Regions from separate parts of the Mus musculus genome. Here region 2 is linked to region 1. A link is a contact called in public Micro-C data. All regions are on one chromosome and are shown on one strand. The core of a region is the stretch at or near the end of the contact, and the rest is flanking DNA. Distances in the headings are between cores, read along the strand shown.

Region 1 (3,455 bases), core at 621-3,120:
GCTCTCTTTGGTAGGCCAGGCACGTGTTAGAAGTTGCATTCTATATATGATGAGCCTTAGGCTCAGGAAGGCTAAGTGATATATATATATTTTTTTTTTCCCTAAAACTCTCACAGATAGTGAACAGTGGTATTAGTACTAATCCAATACACCCCCCTCCCCAGCCCCTGGCTCCAAATTCAGCAATTTTTTCCTTTGCAGTTGGTTAATCTCATCCTTGCCATCTGACCTTTGCTGTTTCCCTGGCAACAGAGTGGAACATGGAGAACCTGGAAACCATGACACTGTCTTCTCTGTGAGTCGCCAAGCCTAGATGAGGTCATTAGTACCTCTGTCTTGTGCTTCATCCTAAGGTTTATTAAAGTTGGTGTCTTGGTCACCAAAAGCTAATTGTTTTTCAATGGGTGTTTAAGCACCCACAGCAAGTGCAACACCATTTCTGGAATGCTCCGGGCGTTCTGTTTGTCTTGGTCCCAGGAAGTGGGTATAAAACCAGAAACCCAGAGACAGAACAGTGAGTGGTCTGAAGTCACTTTCTACCTCTGATGTCACAGTTACTGTTATTTGTCACTGAGCTGCTGTGAGGGTAACTATCAGGCAGAGTTGAGGGTCCTTGCCTTTCTATTGGCTTAAAGTGGCAAAGGTCCTTTACCAGCAAAGCTTGTAACCATGGTGAGAGTCAATTTTTATCTATCGGCTGAGGAGTCAGACAGAGCAGATTCTGGGGACACTGAGTGCTAGGCCACACAGAATTTGAGATTCTGCCAGCAGGTGGCACTTCCTCCCCACTCCGAGCAATTACATGCTAAGAAAAGAAACAATGACTTACTCTTTCCCTGCTGTGGTGAGTTGTTCACCATATCTGGTTGTATACTGAGACACATCTATGCTCTTCTCCCATGATGAATTTGGAATTGTTTACAATATTCAGCTCATAATAGTAAAGTATGAAAAGGGAGACTATAAATCACCGTAAGGAACATCAGACTTTATTGAGGTCTGTTAGCAAATAGAGGAATAATATAGTTTCATTGTATCATCTCCATGAATTTACTTTTGAGACAGGGTTTTGCCGTGCATCCCAGAACTCACTAGATTAACAAAGGTAGACCTCCAGTTTATGGCTTGTCCTCAGGCCTGTCTCTGGAATCCTGGACCTACAAATGTGGGCCAGCTCCATCCTCGGGTCTTTCTATGAGTGGGAAGGGGGAGAAAGATGGGTTTTCCGGGGTTTGAAATAAAAATGGAAGCGCACACCTAGGGCAAGTTTCTATTGTGCTTCCTAGCACGCCAACCTAACATACAGCGTTATTCCTGGCCAGCTCGCAAACGTGAAGCAACCCCTTTATTGCTCTGCATCTCTAAGGTTACATAATCACATCCTTCAACCCATCGGCTTCCAGAGGGCCCTTCCACCTGGCATTCATTTTCCGCATCGTTCTAGGCATCGGGGACACAGACGCACGGCTTGTATGGCTTGAGTTACCAAAACAGTTTGTAAGGGTCTTTGGAGACTCCTGCCTCTAAGACAAAGCTTGAAAGTCACAGCAGGCAGTGTTATGGTAATTATAGGATTCTCAACTCCGCAAAATCCCATCGGTTTCAAGTTTCTCTTTAACAGGAAATCAGATTCAAACCGGCCTCCGTTATCAGTGGAGTTTTTAATGTGACCATGTGGCTCAGTAGCTGAAAAGGGGCCGTATTTCTTCCCAGACCCTTGAGTACTTCTCCTTGTCAATCAACACTTTAGTCTTGCTCCGCCCATCGCTGTGTAGGTGAGGACGAAGTTTAGGGGCGGGACCGGGCGGGGCAGGGGGCTCGGGGAACACGACTCCGGAGCTGGTTCCTGAAGCAAGGTCCGGCTCCGGGCACCGGGACGCGCTGGTGGCAGAGGCGGCAGGCGCGCGGCTTTGTGGCGCGCGCGGGTTCCACTGGGTGTCGTGGAGTCGCAGCCACCCAGGATACTCTGCCTGGTCGCGGGTGTCGCATGGCAAGCCCCGCGCGATCCGGCTTCCCCGGGCGCACGAACAGCCGTCTGGACGCGTTCTTGCGGCGGCACCTGCCTCCGGAGGTGTACGACGCGGTCCGCGCCTACGAGCCGTGCATCGTGGTGTCGGACGCCGAGAAGCACACGTTCAAGTACGTGGTGCTCAGCGACCGGCTCATCTACCTGACCGAGAACCCGCCCAAGTCCATCCGGCGGGTAGTGGCTTTGCGGGACGTCGTGGCCATTGACCTGGTGAGGATTGCGGGCGGGCAGGCTCCTTCCTAAACTCTCGCATCCCCCTCTGGCGCTGGAGAAAGGAGGAACACCTTCCCCATCCCGCCCCGGACTTCATCTCTTGTCAGTGAAAGCAGCTGCGTGGAAAAGCTGGGGTTTGATGTAGAATTTCAAATAAACAAGTTCTCCCGTTCTCCTCCTGAAAACCCTCTGCTCCCAAATTGGGCAACAGGTTTGACAACCAGTCTCGCTATAGTGACAAGCCTCTTGTTCATTAAGCACCTACTCCGTGCGGGTACCGTGCTGCACCTCTTCTGCAGGAACGGGAGACCACACCTGTGCAAGCCAGCGCCGCCACGCTTTGTTTACTTTCTTGCCGCTCATGTGTAGTCCACACGTGACTGGTCCAGAAAAAGTGCGTGAGCGAATAATTTGCGTGATGTGCACAGGATCCGTGCGTCTTTCAGGCTGGCCACTTAATTCAAACGGAGTGGGGAAGCTTCCTGGAAGGAGTGTCCTCAGGACTGAGTCTCAAGAGATACAGTCTTGCCCTGGGTTTTAGAGTAGCCACTGTTTCCCTCTCCTCTGGGAATAGATTGACTTTAAGACGCAGCAGCTGATTGGAGGCACAGCCTCCTCTCCTGTTTCTCCTTTTATTGATTGCCTCCAGGTCTCTTTGTCTGAGCTGCTTTCCAGGTGTTCCTAGTTCCTCTGGGACTTGTGTCTAGCCTTTACTCTCGCTTGCCTAAGTCTGTGTCCCCATGGGAGTAGTTGGCAAGGCTGTTGATGAAGCTGTTTTGCCCACAGAACAGTAACTTGGCTTTAACACATTTATAAGAAAATAATACAATTAAATAATTTTCTTTTTAAATTCTACTCAGATGTCGGCTGTGGCTACCTTTGTTTCTTTGAAACTTTTATTACACTTTTTATTTTGTGTGCACGTGTATATTTGTGAGTGTGTGTGTGCGTGTGTGTGTCATGGTGAGAATGTGGAGGTCTGAGGAGTTTGTGTAAGTCAGTTCTCTCAGTTTGTGGGTCTTGGAACTTGAACACAGGTGTTGAGGCTTGGCATTAAGCAAGCAGCTCTCTGAGCTGCTGAGCCAGCTGGCCTGCTCTCTTTTCCTTCCCTTTCCTCTCCTTTCTTTTTTCTTTGAGTAAAAGAAGTAAATCCTTGACATTATTTCCACTCTTTTGAACTAATTAGAAATAAATTGCCATATAAATAAACTGC
Region 2 (3,455 bases), core at 477-2,976, 52 kb after region 1:
AGGGCGATTGTGTGCCCTTTGGCTACCATCCCCCCTGCTTTCTCCTCCAGCCCCCTGGTTTATGATTCTTGTGGACCTTCAGGTTTGTGGTTTTTTTTTTTTTTTTTAAACCAATGGTTTTAACTGACCTTGCATTAGAATCATCTGTTATCAAAAACACTGACCCAGGTTGTGGTCCTTCTGTTTTGGTTTGCCTGGGGCATGATCTAGGAATGGCAGTTTTAAAAAGCTACCCTCAGTGATTCTGGTCTTCGTTCTTTGATGCTACTCAAGGACGCGGATGAAGGTTGCCTATATCTTTATGGGAGATAAACCCTACTCTTTCCTCTTGCCTGATCGGACGGGTTATCTCATCTTGGTTCCCTTCTCCTTGCTGTGCAGTTTGAGGGCCCACCATCAGAGTCCTTAGCATAGATTTTGGTGAAGACAGCCCCATCCTGTCTTGGTCACCGCCTAGGTGGCAGATCCATTATTAATAATTCCTGTCTCAAAGAGAAAGGCTGGAGTGCATATGTGGTAAGGATTTTCTAAGTCCTGAGCTCGGGAGGTTGGAAGTCTGGACATGCTGAGTCCCCGTGGCTAAGGGTCCTCCACCCCCACTCCCACCCCGCCCCTCCCCCACCCCCACCCCTCCCCTCCCCCACCCTTCCATCGTTGTGCCGCGAATGTGAACATACTGGATGAGCCAGTGTGAAAGTTCTCGTTTTAACGGTGTTTTGTTTCTCTCTGTGACTTGCAGGTACTTTATTCACATGCCGGCCTTGGAGCAGAGGCTCCCAGGCTGCTACCCCATTACAGAGCCCACCACTCAGCTCTGTCATGAAGTTCTGCAGTTGATTGAGCAGAAACAGTGTGCAAAATGTTAGAGGAGGTTAGAAGTATAAAGTATCCACTGAAGTCACTATGGAAAACAGCCTTTTGATTTATGGACTATTTAGCTCCTTCCTTCTAAAGAGTCTAGTGAAGTGCTCATTAACACCGCTTTAAGAGCTCTTACTTTTTGGTTTCTGCTTTCTTGAGATAGGGTTTCTCTGTGTAGTCCTGGCTGTCCTGGAACTCCTTCTGTAGACCTTGAACTCACAGAGATCTGCCTGCCGCTGCCTCCGCCTCCCAAGCACTAGGAGTAAAATGTGTGTCCCCACGCCCAGTTCTGGGGTGGGGGTAGAGTCTTAATTTTTTTTTAAGTAGCTATGTCTGGGCTGAGAGCCTGCAACTCAGAGGCAGAGTCTCTACCTAGCATCTGTGAAGATGTGTGTTCAAGCTCTACCACAGGAAAAAAAAAAAAAAAACAAACAAAACCAAAAAACCCCAAACAAACAGTAACAAAACCAAAGCAAAACAACCCAGCCCCAAGCAACACAAACACTGGCTACATCTTTCTTCACTTATGGAAAGTGCCGTACCTCTCCAGAATGAAAGCTTTCTCAAAGCCATGAAAACAGTACTGAGCAAGCGCAGAATCTCAGAGCCTGCGTGTGCAGAACAGATCTCGTGGGTCTCCTTGGCGATTGGAGGGAGCCACTGGAACACCCGCAGCAAGATTGTCGTAGAAGTACAAAGTACACAGCCTTAGAGAAGTGCCCGGCGATGGCGTGTGGGTGATGGCGTGCGGCACTTTCTCCCCTACCCGGAAATATTTTAATGTCAAAAGTGTGCCTGCAGCAGTGGGCAGGAGGACACCACTGCAGCTGCACGGAATACTGAAGGAAAACAGGCAGGACTTCCTGTGGGGAAGCTCCGCAGTATGCTGCTCTGTTTCACGCCAGAGTGGGCCAGTCTGAACCAGCCTGTGGAGCCTCTCGCACTCATTTACAAAAGGTCACACTGAGTGGCTGTAAGTTAACTTAGACCCCAAACACTTTCTGGAGCTGTTGCGTTTGACTTTAAAAAACACCAGAAGTGGGCTTTCTGTATAACTTCCTACAGCCTGAGGAAGTAGGAGAGGAAAGTCTGCTTCCAAAGAAAGTGCACTCTGGGCGGCTTTGCCTGTGGTGCTCAATGGAACCACGGCTGGGGACTTTGTTGAGACTTAGTTTCGTGTCATAAATTTGTCCAGCAATATTTAAATTATTTTACAGTGATCATTTTTTAATATAATATTTATATGATTTTGACTGATTGCTCAATATATTTCTTAAATTTACTACTTCTATAGCTTTCTAAATATTTTATGTAAAAATAGAACCGTTCCAGCTGAGACTGTAGCTCAAATGGTAGGGCACTTGCCTAGCATGTAGGGAGGCCCCGGGTTCAGTGTCCAGCACCACAAAAAATAATAAAATAAAAACTGGCTTCTAGATATGAGACTTTGTGTTAAAAAAGGCATGCAGACACTTTTAGCTTCTCAAATTGCTACTCTGAGAGGCTGTAGGTGGCTAAGGAGGGAACCTTCTTACCCATGTTCCAGATGTGTGCACCTGCCCTGGGCAGCCTCAGCCGCCTCCTCGCCCTGCTGTGCTCCCACACGCCATTCTTACTGCGCCAGTAATGACTTGATTTGCCAGCATCCCAGGCAAGTTCTTATGTGCTGGTTTCGTTGTCAGTGCAGTGTTTAATAGAATCATTGTAAGATCTTTCAAAAGAAAAAAAATACCATAAAGGTAGTACTGAGTTTTCAACTTGAAAAACCTGGTATACTGTGACTCTCAAAATAATGTTTTGATACATTGATAAAAAATGTTTTGTTTGCAGATTATTTATAAATTACTAGTCTTATTTGTTTCCATGAGGTTTTTTTTTTTTTTCCTTTTATTGTGATTTTTTAAAAAGTCTTAAGTATTGAACTTTTGGGGGAAAAAAGTATAAGAATGAAACCTTCACCCAGAAACCTCGTTTCTAGTTCTGACTCAGGCATCTAACCAATTTACATTAAGCCACTTTCTAGGCCTTGCCTATTTCTTTCTGTAAGCTCACTAGCTTCTCCAAGCTCTCTAGTGTCCTCTGCCTGTAAACAACACTTTTGTTTATTAAAACGGGGTCTCACGGAACCCAGGGAGACTTGATCGCTCAGTGGCCAAGAATGGCTTTGAACTCCTTTTCCTCCTGCCTCTATCTCCCAAGTGCTGGCTTTGTATACAACACTCTTTTTTTCTTTTATGGTTATGTGTGGGTTTGTAGAGGCCAGAAGAGGGCGGCATTGGATACGTTAGAGCAGGAGCCATAGGGGTTTTCGCGCTACCCAGTGTAAGTTGCGCGCTACCGGGTGTAAGTGCTGGAAACCAAGCTCAGGTTCTCTGGAAGAACAGCAAGCACTTTTAACCACTGAGCCATCCCTCCTGCCCCTGGATGTACACTTTGACGTGGGGTAGTGTGTTCCTCTGCTATGTTGTCTCAGTAGATTCCAAGTAAGCCTACATGATTATGTCATCAACACAACCACACAGTCTCCAAGCCTTTTCACCATTTCGCCATTACCACTCGGTCTCCGAACCTCCCTTCATCACCCTCCAAGAAGT

What was found. Hi-C and Micro-C count contacts between places; a contact is called where the count stands out from the background.
Region 2: a contact with region 1 is called in a Micro-C map of embryonic stem cells, with 2.2 times the contacts expected there. The contact joins the enhancer-like site here to the promoter of D930020B18Rik in region 1. A contact is called at or near these places in 3 of 39 promoter capture datasets (3T3-L1-derived adipocytes, the HPC-7 cell line and trophoblast stem cells), 1 of 15 datasets of contacts at CTCF or cohesin (pro-B cells), 42 of 484 Hi-C or Micro-C datasets (2-cell embryo, the AtT-20 cell line, the G1E-ER4 cell line and 22 more), 9 of 115 datasets of contacts at active chromatin or transcription factors (bone marrow-derived macrophages, embryonic forebrain, embryonic stem cells and 2 more) and 3 of 9 other capture datasets (adipose tissue, embryonic stem cells and pancreatic islet).

The regions. Positions count from the first base shown.
Region 1 is chr10:121,639,831-121,643,285 of GRCm38.p6, forward strand. It overlaps D930020B18Rik (RIKEN cDNA D930020B18 gene), which reads left to right and starts at 1,871. Exons shown (of 13, transcript NM_177335.4): 1 at 1,871-2,239. The coding sequence starts at 1,988.
Region 2 is chr10:121,691,620-121,695,074 of GRCm38.p6, forward strand. It overlaps D930020B18Rik (RIKEN cDNA D930020B18 gene), which reads left to right. Exons shown (of 13, transcript NM_177335.4): 13 at 740-2,295. The coding sequence ends at 866. Among named protein-coding and RNA genes, the nearest start is that of Gm35865, 12 kb to the right of the region's middle. Within about 2 kb of position 1,727, at least 29 of the 459 cell types and tissues checked have an H3K27ac peak or open chromatin away from gene starts, as enhancers often do. A contact at or near this core is called in adipose tissue, bone marrow-derived macrophages, embryonic stem cells and 2 more, where this site is marked.